3 separate regions of the Mus musculus genome follow, and regions 1 and 3 are each linked to region 2. The links are chromatin contacts, called in public Hi-C and HiChIP or PLAC-seq maps. All regions are on one chromosome and are shown on one strand. Each heading gives the region's core, a stretch centred on a gene start, on an enhancer-like site or on the middle of the called end of the contact. The rest is flanking DNA. Distances are from core to core; before and after follow the strand shown. Region 1 has its middle 40 kb from the start of Gm36174. Region 2 overlaps Cers6 (ceramide synthase 6). Region 3 has its middle 13 kb from the start of Gm36393.

Region 1 (3,250 bases), core at 306-2,805, 300 kb after region 2:
CTACCACAATTAGGTTCAAATAAGGAACAATAAGTGAAAATAACTAAATGTATTTTGGAAACAAAGCCAAGAAAGCAACTCCAGCGTAAACCATGAGGAGGACACATTTTAGACCTTACCAAGTGATAATGGAGTTCATCTCAAGGAGCCTGGGTTTAAAGGCATCAAGTGCGCTTCACTTCTCCAGCACCTTCCTTGTTCGTCCACATTCCCCGGCCCTGCTTCCTCCCTGTCTGCATCTCCAGAGAGGAGGAACACAAAGATGGCGGTGAGAGCAGGTGTCTCCTTGAGAAACTCTTCCTTAGTTTAGGTCTGGGGAAACACAGAACACTGAGCATCTGAAACTGAAGCTCCCAGAACATTCTCCGTGTGGCCCACGGTATCTCACGTGTGAGCATCTGTATGGGAGGCTGGGGATGAGACAGGTCCTCACCTCAATGTGAGGCTGCCTGACTTTGCTCTGTGCAGATCCCTCTGTGGGCAGCTAGAGTAGGCAGTGCCCATGTGGACTTCAGTTACTGGAGTTGCTGGAGTCTACCATCAACTCACTGCTCTTTACACTGAGGAAAGACCATCAAGGAACACTCTGAGCAGTTAACAAATATCTGAGATTCCAGTCTAGAGTGACTTAAGGTAGCCAGGACTGGAAGCAAGAAAAATGGAAAGACTGGAAATACTCTTTCTTCCACAAACTTTGACCATAATTTTGAGACCAGGGCCAGTGCACCTCATAAGATGGACTTGTATCTTTGAAAATGGCATCCCTCTATCCCCTAATCAACTGTGGTTCCAGCATAGGAACAATACCACATCATGGAAAGGGCCTTTCAGCATTTATCACTATTTGCCACTGGAGAAAATAATGACAAACTGGCGTGTCTTTCTCCGGATGCTAATGGTCAGACATTTGCCATTAACTAGGGTAAGGACTGAAGGGAACCTGAAAATGGGGGCTGTTCCTACCCTGAAGCAGCACAATAATTTCCGGGCATTCTGTAGAACTCTGGGTTAAAATTTAATACTAAACAGTCTACGAGAATAAAGGATGGGGGTAGAATAGGAGGAAAATTGCAGGAGATAGGGAGCTGTTGTCTCAGAGCTGCCTTGTGCACATGAGGGCTGTTTTTAAACAATGAATCATTTTCCCACTCTCCTCAGCAGCTCCTTCCTGTAACCCTCAGCCTGCTGCGTCTCACTGAGAAAGGAGAAAAGGAAGGATGCAATTTATTCAGATTCCTGCAAGTGGCTAGCGCTCATTTGGACATCTCATCTGTACGTGTGCAACGGGCCATGCGAGGAAGAAGTACTAAAATAGACATCGAACTGCCAGGAGTGGAAGCAAAAACGCTGCCAAGACAGATAAGAGCAGGGCTTCGGAGATAAACCAAAGCATCAACTTCAGCATGGCCAGGAGGACAACAACATCCACAAATGCCTAACAGAAGTAGACTCGATGTAGGAAGTATGAATCAGGGACTGGGAGATCGACAGAAAGTGTCTCCAGAGCCCCCATTTCCTGATCAGAGGCACCCTTAGTCTCAAGTTACAAGACTGTTTCCTCCCAGCCCCAGACACTTCGGTGTCACTTCCGGTGGTGAATAATTACAAAGGCCAGGGAATAAAGTATAAAGGGGCATTAGAATGGAACAGAGTGACAAGTTCATATATTTGTGTCATACTGTTGCGCCTACCTCACACTCAGAAGTTTCCTGGGAGGACGTCAGTTTGTGATCTAGAGATCAACCTTTACACAGTTAACCCACAGCTGGACTACATTTCCCAGATATCCCTGGGTCAGGCCCAATCGTCCAAGAGAGATCTGCCTGATGAAATACAGGTGGAAGTGTTAGATTTACTTCCAGATATGGTCAGACCAGACCCCCTCTGCCTCCCAGACTCATCATCCTTCATGATTTTCCCACGGATACGGTGATGGCACAAGATGGAGGACACATGGGCCATAAGAGCTACTAGTCAATCAGGAACAAGAATTTTGAAACTTGGGGTGATGTTTCAATTCTCTGTTCCTGCAGAATGATTCCAAACAGCGAGCCAAAACAATTTGTTTTCATCTCTATTGGTACTATAGGCTGGCTCAGATGGATCTAACTTGGGCTGCTTCATATAGACTTGCAGTTAGTTGTGAGCATATCTCTTTCAATTCTTAACTTGATTCACTGCCCCGGCCCTCTGACAGCTCCTGAGAAACACTTTTAGAAGTCATAGGCCTGGAGAAGATGGCTTAATCGGCAAAGTGTTCCCTGAAGAAGCTGGCGGACCGGAGTTTGATTCTTCAGCTCACGTGCACACTCTTGTATCTCAGCATTTGCTATATGGAGATAGTAGGACCACTGGTTCTGCCAGGCAGACTTAAAGAGAGTAGTGAGGTCCTAACACAGTGGCAAACATCTGAGTAACATCTGCGGTCATCCCCTGTCCTCGAAGGCACATACAAACATTCAAAGAATTCATGTTCAAGGCCCTCCCAGTCCGTAGATAAGCAAATTTATGTGGATTAGAAGAGCGCCTAGAGACATACATTTTACACAGCGCTGTTTGCCGAGCTTAATTCTCTTCTCAGTCCTTTGAATTTTCTACCTCCCTGGCTACACACAGGGGGAGTCAGCCTCTTTGCAAACCTGACTGGTCAAGTCAGAATGATGGCACTCCCGGAAGCCACAGTCATGTTGCTCCTCTTTTTGATGACATTCTCCAGGGTGACCCTGAAGAATTCTCTTTGACACTCTGCCACATACTAAGGTTCTGGTGCACTGAGCTAGAGTCCTTAGCCTGAATCTTCGGCAGTGATAAACTTCTTGTTCACTTGCTCGATCTTCTTTACACAGAGGCTGAGCATCCACTTTGATCTTTCTGCCTTATTGCCTGGAATCCAGCTTGTCTTGCTGTGTCTGCTCATGGGCACGAGACTTGAGTTTCATGTCCTTTCTGCTGGAAGCTTCCGTATAAGGCAGACTTAAAAATTGATTTCCAAATACATTATGTCACTGGATTTTTTCTTCTTGAAATATTAATATCTCCATGTTGTTACATGTCATTATGCATATACTATTGTTTCCCCTTCATTAATTCAGTCTTTCTTTAGCCTCTAGTGACTTCTTGAAAGGGGTTGTTTTGGGTATAGACTATTCTTTGCTGGGAAGTAAAGTCTCTTAGTCCTTGGTCCCTCTTTGTCCAACCCTGTGTTTCACCACATACTCACAGGAACTGCTACTTTAGGGGTCATTGGGAA
Region 2 (3,268 bases), core at 352-2,851:
ATTACACATAAGTGGGAGAACTTTTTGAAGTCAACAATAAATGTCTGATGCTGTGGAAATCGCAGCTTGACTCCCACACTCGTTCTGTAGCAGGAGGCATGCAATGAATTGGCCCTTTTGAATTCTTTCCCAAATGTGCTCCAGATGTGTATAGATAGATCACTAAATATAAACTTAATTGCTTTTTTTCTTTTCTGCCCCACTGCTAAGCAACTTTTATACCAAAGTGCTTCAGACAGGATCAGTCCTTTACGGCCGCTCCTTTTCAGAATACGATGAACTGGGTTTCTCTGAGAGAAAAGTGAAGGGTATTTAGAAGAGACCTAAGCAAATATGCTCACAAATACAGTCTGACTAATGCTGTTGCTGATGCTGACAGACGGGCTCTCACTGCCGCACTGATGTGTTTGTTACAGTCATGATGGAGTCATTAGCTTTTTTGTTTGTTTGTTTTGTTTTGATTTTGTTTTTTTGAGACAGGGTTTCTCTGTGTAGTCCTGGCTGTCCTGGAACTCACTTTGTAGACCAGGCTGGCCTCGAACTCAGAAATCCTCCTGCCTCTGCCTCCCAAGTGCTGGGATTAAAGGCGTGCGCCACCACCGCCCGGCTGAGTCATTAGCTTTTAAAGTAGCACAGGATACAAGCCACTTAGACCTACCGTCACGTCACAGCTTTCCATTTGGCATCCTCCAGTTGCAGCACCTGGGACATGCCCACTGTTTAAACTGGAGCATGGCCTTCCTGACTGCTGGCCACTGTCTTTCTTTGCTTTTATAGGCTGCCAACTTTTAAAACATGTAAGCTATGTGTATGGTCTCTCCTTCACTACTGACTGCTCCTGCTCCCCAAGTCCCCTGCTGTTATCACTTCATAAATATTTCTTACTAGAAGGTCACAATCCCTTCTAACTGCCAAACTGTAGTTCCTAGAAAATTCAGAGCTAGAAGGTATTAAGACCTCTTCCAATCCTTCCATTTATGCATGAAGAATACACATATGGTTTCAAAACCAGCAGTGACTACACTGATTTGCCTTTATTTCCCCTAAAGTAATCAAGCTTTCAATTTGACTGTATGACCGATAAGTATTTGATAGATCTCTATATGTATCAAGTATATATGTATCACATGGACCTGTCTGCATCACACAGAAACAAAACAACAGATTGCTTTATTTCAACTCACTGTGGGGTTTCGAAAAGTAGGTCAGAGATGGAAAAAAAATAACGGTCCCAGCTGTGAGGGGAGTTACATTTAGAATAAGGCAAACTTTCATTATCTCGGCCATACCTTTGACATATGGATTAAAAAAATGTTAAAAACAAAACAAGACAAAGAGATAGACACAAGACAGTTGTCTGATACAGGCAACCTCAATTCCAGAACCCTACACACAACACCGGATAGAGCTCAGCATACCTCATCAGGGGACTGCATGTGGGGAGAGATGAGACAATTATAGGGAGATCAGGTAGAAGGGAAGACAGTTGTAGGGGGATTAGGTAGAAGGCACAGCCTCAGAAGAGAGCATCACTGTTCCTTTCAGAATGTTCCTTCCTGTCTATCACCCTGAAAGGGGGAGATGAGCGTTATCATAGAAACACCCAAATCAAAATGCAGAGCAGGTGCAGAGCTCTTTGGGAAGATGAATCAGCACTGGGCACTGCACACAGTGCTGGGCAAACGGAGCAGACAAGATTCCTGCCTTGCTGGAATTTATTCCTAAGTGTCAAGGGGTTAAAAAAAAGAGCTAGTGGCTATCAGATACCACCAGGGCAATGCTTCAGACAGTCCTGTGGCTGTCACAGAGAGCACAGGACTTCTCGAAGTTTAAATTAGAAAAAAATGCGATCATATCGTCAGGAAGAGAAAGAAGGGGAGAAGGGCTGAATAACTCACTACTTAGCCATCTCAGCTGGCTGCCTCTGTTGCTTTTTCGCAGTAGATTTAACTTACTTCTGGGAGCGACTGTCAGCTTAATGCAAAGAGAAGGTTGCTGACCCTTTCTGCAAAGTGCTGACTTTGCAAATTGTGTTCATAATGTAATGTAGTTTTCTGGAACTGTGGTAATTCCAAGGCCTTCTGCACAGAGACGCTTTCAGAGCTGCACCCCCCTCCCCCCACCCCCAAATAGATGGAGTAGGACAAGTTCAAAAGGTACCTTTGTCAACTTAAGTGTCCTTTGCTTTACCACAGGGTACAGTAGCACACAAGATACAAAAGATCCTTCTGTTTCTACCAAAGATGAGGAAAATTTGGTGAGCTAAAATCTCAACTCATGGAGTTATATTAATCAATGCAGCAAATAACTATCTTTGTCTTGTTCATTTGTTACTGGTTAAGATGCTTAATAAAGTCATTTAAAATATTTTACCATTTGATGGTTAACACTAATTAAAATATTACCATCATCATTATTAGTGTGTGTGTGATGTTAATGTGTGGCTGTGTGTGCCAAGGCATATATGTGTGAAGGCCAAAGAACAATCTGTGAAATCTCTTTTTTCCTTAAACCAGTGGTTTTCAAACTTCCTTTTTTTTTTTTTTGGTTTTTCGAGACAGGGTTTCTCTGTGTAGTCCTGGCTGTCCTGGAACTCACTCTGTCGACCAGGCTGGCCTAGAACTCAGAGATTCACCTGCCTCTGCCTCCCGAGTGCTGGGATTAAAGGCGTGCGCCACCACGCCCGGCAGTTTTCAACCTTCCTAATGCTGCAATCCTTTAATATAGTTCCTCATATTATGGTAACCCCCAACCATGAAATGATTTTTATTGCTACTTCATAACTGTAATTTTGCTACTGCTATGAATCTTAATGCAAACATCTGTGTTTTCTGAAGATCTTAGGCAACCCCTGTGAAAGGGGTCATTTGACTTCCCAAAGGCGTCACACCCCCCATGTTGAGAACTACTGCCTTAAACAGTTATGGGGGCTCTAGAGATCAAACTGAGGCCACCAGGCTTGTGTAATCTGCACCTTTACCTGCAGTTTTGATTGTAGCTTCTACAGGTATGGTAGGTAGGAGACTGCAATGAGATGAATGACCCAGCACTTCCTACATGATATATTGAGAAACACTCCCACAGATCATATTATTTGACTAATATCTACTGCTGGGCAGTAAAATTACATTTATTTATAGAAATTCCATTTCATTAGTTATTGTTCACTGAATTTATACTTCAATTAAAAAGATAATCTAAAACTCTTAATTAAGACAGTACCACTTAGCCGCTTAGAATCTTAAAACATTTGGGACTGTCTCATAAG
Region 3 (3,178 bases), core at 451-2,950, 340 kb before region 2:
TTTGCTATGGAAACTTATTTGAAAGCTTTACTCTAAAGGCAGAGCCACTTGCCTCACTGCCTCCGTACCTCACTCCCTGCCTCCAGAAAGAATGCTGGAAGTTATTGTCAAAGGACTAGATGAAAAAAGACAGACAGACAGACAGGAAGAAAGGAAGGGAGGGAGGGAGGGAGACTGGTGACTTAGGGATGGCGGCAGTGATCCAACAGCCAGAACATCTGACACCCTCAGGAAGATGTTTCTCTAGGACATCACAGTCCTTTCACAAGCCATAAAATAGCAGGATTGCAGGATCAGTCTCTCTCTCTCTCTCTCTCTCTCTCTCTCTCTCTCTCTCTCTCTTTCTCTCTCTCTCTTTCTCTCCAAATGTCATTGGTCTCAATTGACCCATTGGCAAATATTGCTTGAAAGAAGACAATAGTGGTTTGTGTCCCCTGCTCAGAGGGGGCACCAACACCAACGTGACTTCGCTGACCTGCTGGAGGACACAGAGAAGAGAGGCCAAGGGCAGAAAGAACGCAGATACCCTTTCGGTCAGGAGGTAGCAGCAGCCCATGCTCTCCTGCTCTTCTGTTATTTTGGGTGTTATTTTGGGTATCTGGAAAGGTCATTTTCTGTATTTAAAAGATATAATTTCTAAAATTGTCCCCATCTCAATAGGAGAGGATAAAAAAAATCTAAACTATCACTAAGAAGGTATTGTCTCCTCAAGGGTTTAGTCTTCGCGCATTGCTATGTTTATGGTTGGTACTTCTATAGCAGGAGACAGGCTACCAAGAGAAAGCATCCAGAGCAATTGAAGTTCCACCCAACCAAGCGCTCTACAGACAGGAAGCATGAGAGAGAGAGAGAACTCCAGGGCTTGCTCTGATGACAAGTGGTCAGTGCTGGTGTACACCTGCAGGACAGATGGACACAGCAGAAGGGGACACACACGAGGCCTACAGGACCTTTGCACCTTTGGCTGCCTTCAGAGGAGGCTCAGGAAATCCTTCCTGGGCTTTGTGGCCCCTTCAGGAGAATGGGGGTGGGGACAGTTTCTGGTGGTTTTTCCGTATGCCTATACTGGGGTGGTGATCCTAAGCCAGCTCAGTGGGTGGGTCCATAAAACCAAGTGTGCACCCGTGCTTTATCCACAGGTAAGGCAGCTTTAAAAACAGGAGGATGCTGTTGGGAGAGAGATTATGGGTTGGAAACATGGTATTTAGTCACTTTTTAATAGCCAGAGGTGGAGGTTGGCAGCTTTCTCCCTCTCTCCCTCCCCCTCCCCCTCCTTTCCTTTCTTTTAATTCTTGTGGTGGAATGAGGTGGTCATATTCTGTTTGACATCCAGCTATCTCTTCCTAGTTCTGTACTCTCAAAACTACAGTTTTGTTTTGCTTTTGTTTTCTGTTTTGCTTTTGTGGTGGTTGCTTGCTTGTTTTTAACCAGTACGGCAGGTTATGTTGCCTTTGGCATGGGGATGACCAGTCAGCGCCTGCTCTGTGTTTGCCCTTGCCCTCCCTCACAGTTACAGGAGTGGGGAGGCCTTGCCACCCCCATCCTGTCTCAGAGAAGCACGGCTAAGGATGCAAGCTTGGTTTTTGTTCTTTTGTTCTGCTAACACATTACTCAAACGATTTGTCACATCTCTTTATGGAGACGTGCTTGCCTCTGTGGTGCCTCCCCACAGGCCCTCTCCAGGGAGCCAGGGGTATGGAAGTCAAAGCGATTATTCAGGCCGGAGAGAGGTAGGCGGGAGAGACAGAGAAGAAGAGAGACACAGTTAGCAGCCTGGTGAGTTTACAGACATGACCGGGTTAAGCCTCCCTGTGATGTCCCTGAATACACGAAGGGGGGCTTTGTAGCAGACTTTGGCTTTTCTTATACCGTGGTTGCAATGAAAACAGAGCTATTACATTTGATTGACAGAATGGAGTAGCAGCTCTTTATGCAAGGCAAAGCTTTTGTGTGAGAATAGGTGAAATGTCTTTAAGCTTTCACAGTCTCCGCCTTCCCTCTCCCTGCCTCTCTCTGGTCTAAGAAGTGCCTTGGCTTTAGGATAGAGAATTCAATGAGAAAAAGCATGCAAAGGTCCCGCTATTTTTTTACCCTCTCTTTTATAGCCATAGCTAGCGACTGGATTTTAAAAGAGGACCCTAAAGCGTGAAGTGGAGGACTTGGGCATTCTTATTTGCATGTTAATGCCAGACCTATATGACTAACACTCATCCCATAATTTGGAAAGTTGGTGCCAAGAGCTCAACTTTGAGGGGCACCATGCAGCGGCTTTGCACATGGGGACACTCCACTGTCCCCTGCATTTCATCTTGCACAGCTTCCCCAAGTGGCCAGTTGGTCCCTTGTGCTTCCTCTCTTTAAGTGGGGCAGTGAGCTTTGGGGACCCAAGGTGGGCAGGACTTGGCAGATAGGGACATCATAATGCACACATGCATACATACATACATACATGCATACACACATCTATATCTTTTGATCACTTAAAGCATTATATTTGCCTCTGACTAACTTCTGGACTATTCTGGGTTATCACAAGGACTGACAACAGCTGGTTTGATCTCTGGTTTTCCCTGTGACTGTGGACTGTTCACTGACTGCACTCTTACAGCACTACCCAGGACACGTACTAGGTTGGCTTTATTCATTTCTGGATGGTTCTTATGGGAACAGCTACTTCCTGGCGTTTAAGCCTAAGCAAAAGCTGAAGAGCTCTTGCTGAGGAAATCCTTTTCTTTTTTAAAATAAATACCAGGCACCTCCCAGTGTCTGCTTGATAGTGCTAAGAGGTGAGTAAAGATGTGGGAGAAAGATCACTTGGTTTCCATTCATTCTCTGGGCCTGGGAACTGAAGAGAAGTTGTGGGGTGAAAGAGGGGCCGGTTTAAGAGTGGGTTGGCAGGCAAGCTGGAGGCTTGCACTCAGACCTCACTGCCTTGGAGCCAAGCTGATGTCAGAAATTCCTTAAGGGGCCTTTAGGAGACCAGGCTCATCAGCAAATGAAGTTAGATATGAGAGTCAGAGACTAGAGTTCAGCACTCACCATGTCTACTAGACAGAGGTGTGTCTTTAAAGAGTTTTTGAGGGCAACTTTCAGAATGGTGACTGGAATAAGTGTATGTCAGGGTCTGTAGGAACATCCCCGGGGGAATGAGAGCTAGGTCAAACACCTCTTAGTTTCA

What was found. Hi-C and Micro-C count contacts between places; a contact is called where the count stands out from the background. HiChIP or PLAC-seq counts read pairs in DNA pulled down with a chosen protein or histone mark.
Region 1: an H3K27ac HiChIP or PLAC-seq map of SST interneurons shows a contact between it and region 2, with 5 times the contacts expected there. The contact joins two enhancer-like sites. A contact is called at or near these places in 1 of 39 promoter capture datasets (liver), 2 of 15 datasets of contacts at CTCF or cohesin (both in the NIH/3T3 cell line), 52 of 484 Hi-C or Micro-C datasets (B cells, the C2C12 cell line, the C3H10T1/2 cell line and 34 more), 14 of 115 datasets of contacts at active chromatin or transcription factors (the HPC-7 cell line, SST interneurons, bone marrow-derived macrophages and 9 more) and 1 of 9 other capture datasets (embryonic stem cells).
Region 3: a Hi-C map of cortical neurons shows a contact between it and region 2, with 1.8 times the contacts expected there. The contact joins two enhancer-like sites. A contact is called at or near these places in 5 of 484 Hi-C or Micro-C datasets (the N1E-115 cell line, cerebral cortex, cortical neurons and 2 more) and 1 of 115 datasets of contacts at active chromatin or transcription factors (SST interneurons).

The regions. Positions count from the first base shown.
Region 1 is chr2:68,780,871-68,784,120 of GRCm38.p6, reverse strand. No RefSeq gene overlaps it. Among named protein-coding and RNA genes, the nearest start is that of Gm36174, 40 kb to the left of the region's middle. Within about 2 kb of position 1,555, at least 95 of the 459 cell types and tissues checked have an H3K27ac peak or open chromatin away from gene starts, as enhancers often do. A contact at or near this core is called in SST interneurons, where this site is marked.
Region 2 is chr2:69,081,449-69,084,716 of GRCm38.p6, reverse strand. All of the region lies in intron 8 of Cers6 (ceramide synthase 6), which reads right to left. Among named protein-coding and RNA genes, the nearest start is that of Gm39840, 47 kb to the left of the region's middle. Within about 2 kb of position 1,601, at least 22 of the 459 cell types and tissues checked have an H3K27ac peak or open chromatin away from gene starts, as enhancers often do. A contact at or near this core is called in SST interneurons and cortical neurons, where this site is marked.
Region 3 is chr2:69,417,158-69,420,335 of GRCm38.p6, reverse strand. No RefSeq gene overlaps it. Among named protein-coding and RNA genes, the nearest start is that of Gm36393, 13 kb to the right of the region's middle. Within about 2 kb of position 1,700, at least 39 of the 459 cell types and tissues checked have an H3K27ac peak or open chromatin away from gene starts, as enhancers often do. A contact at or near this core is called in cortical neurons, where this site is marked.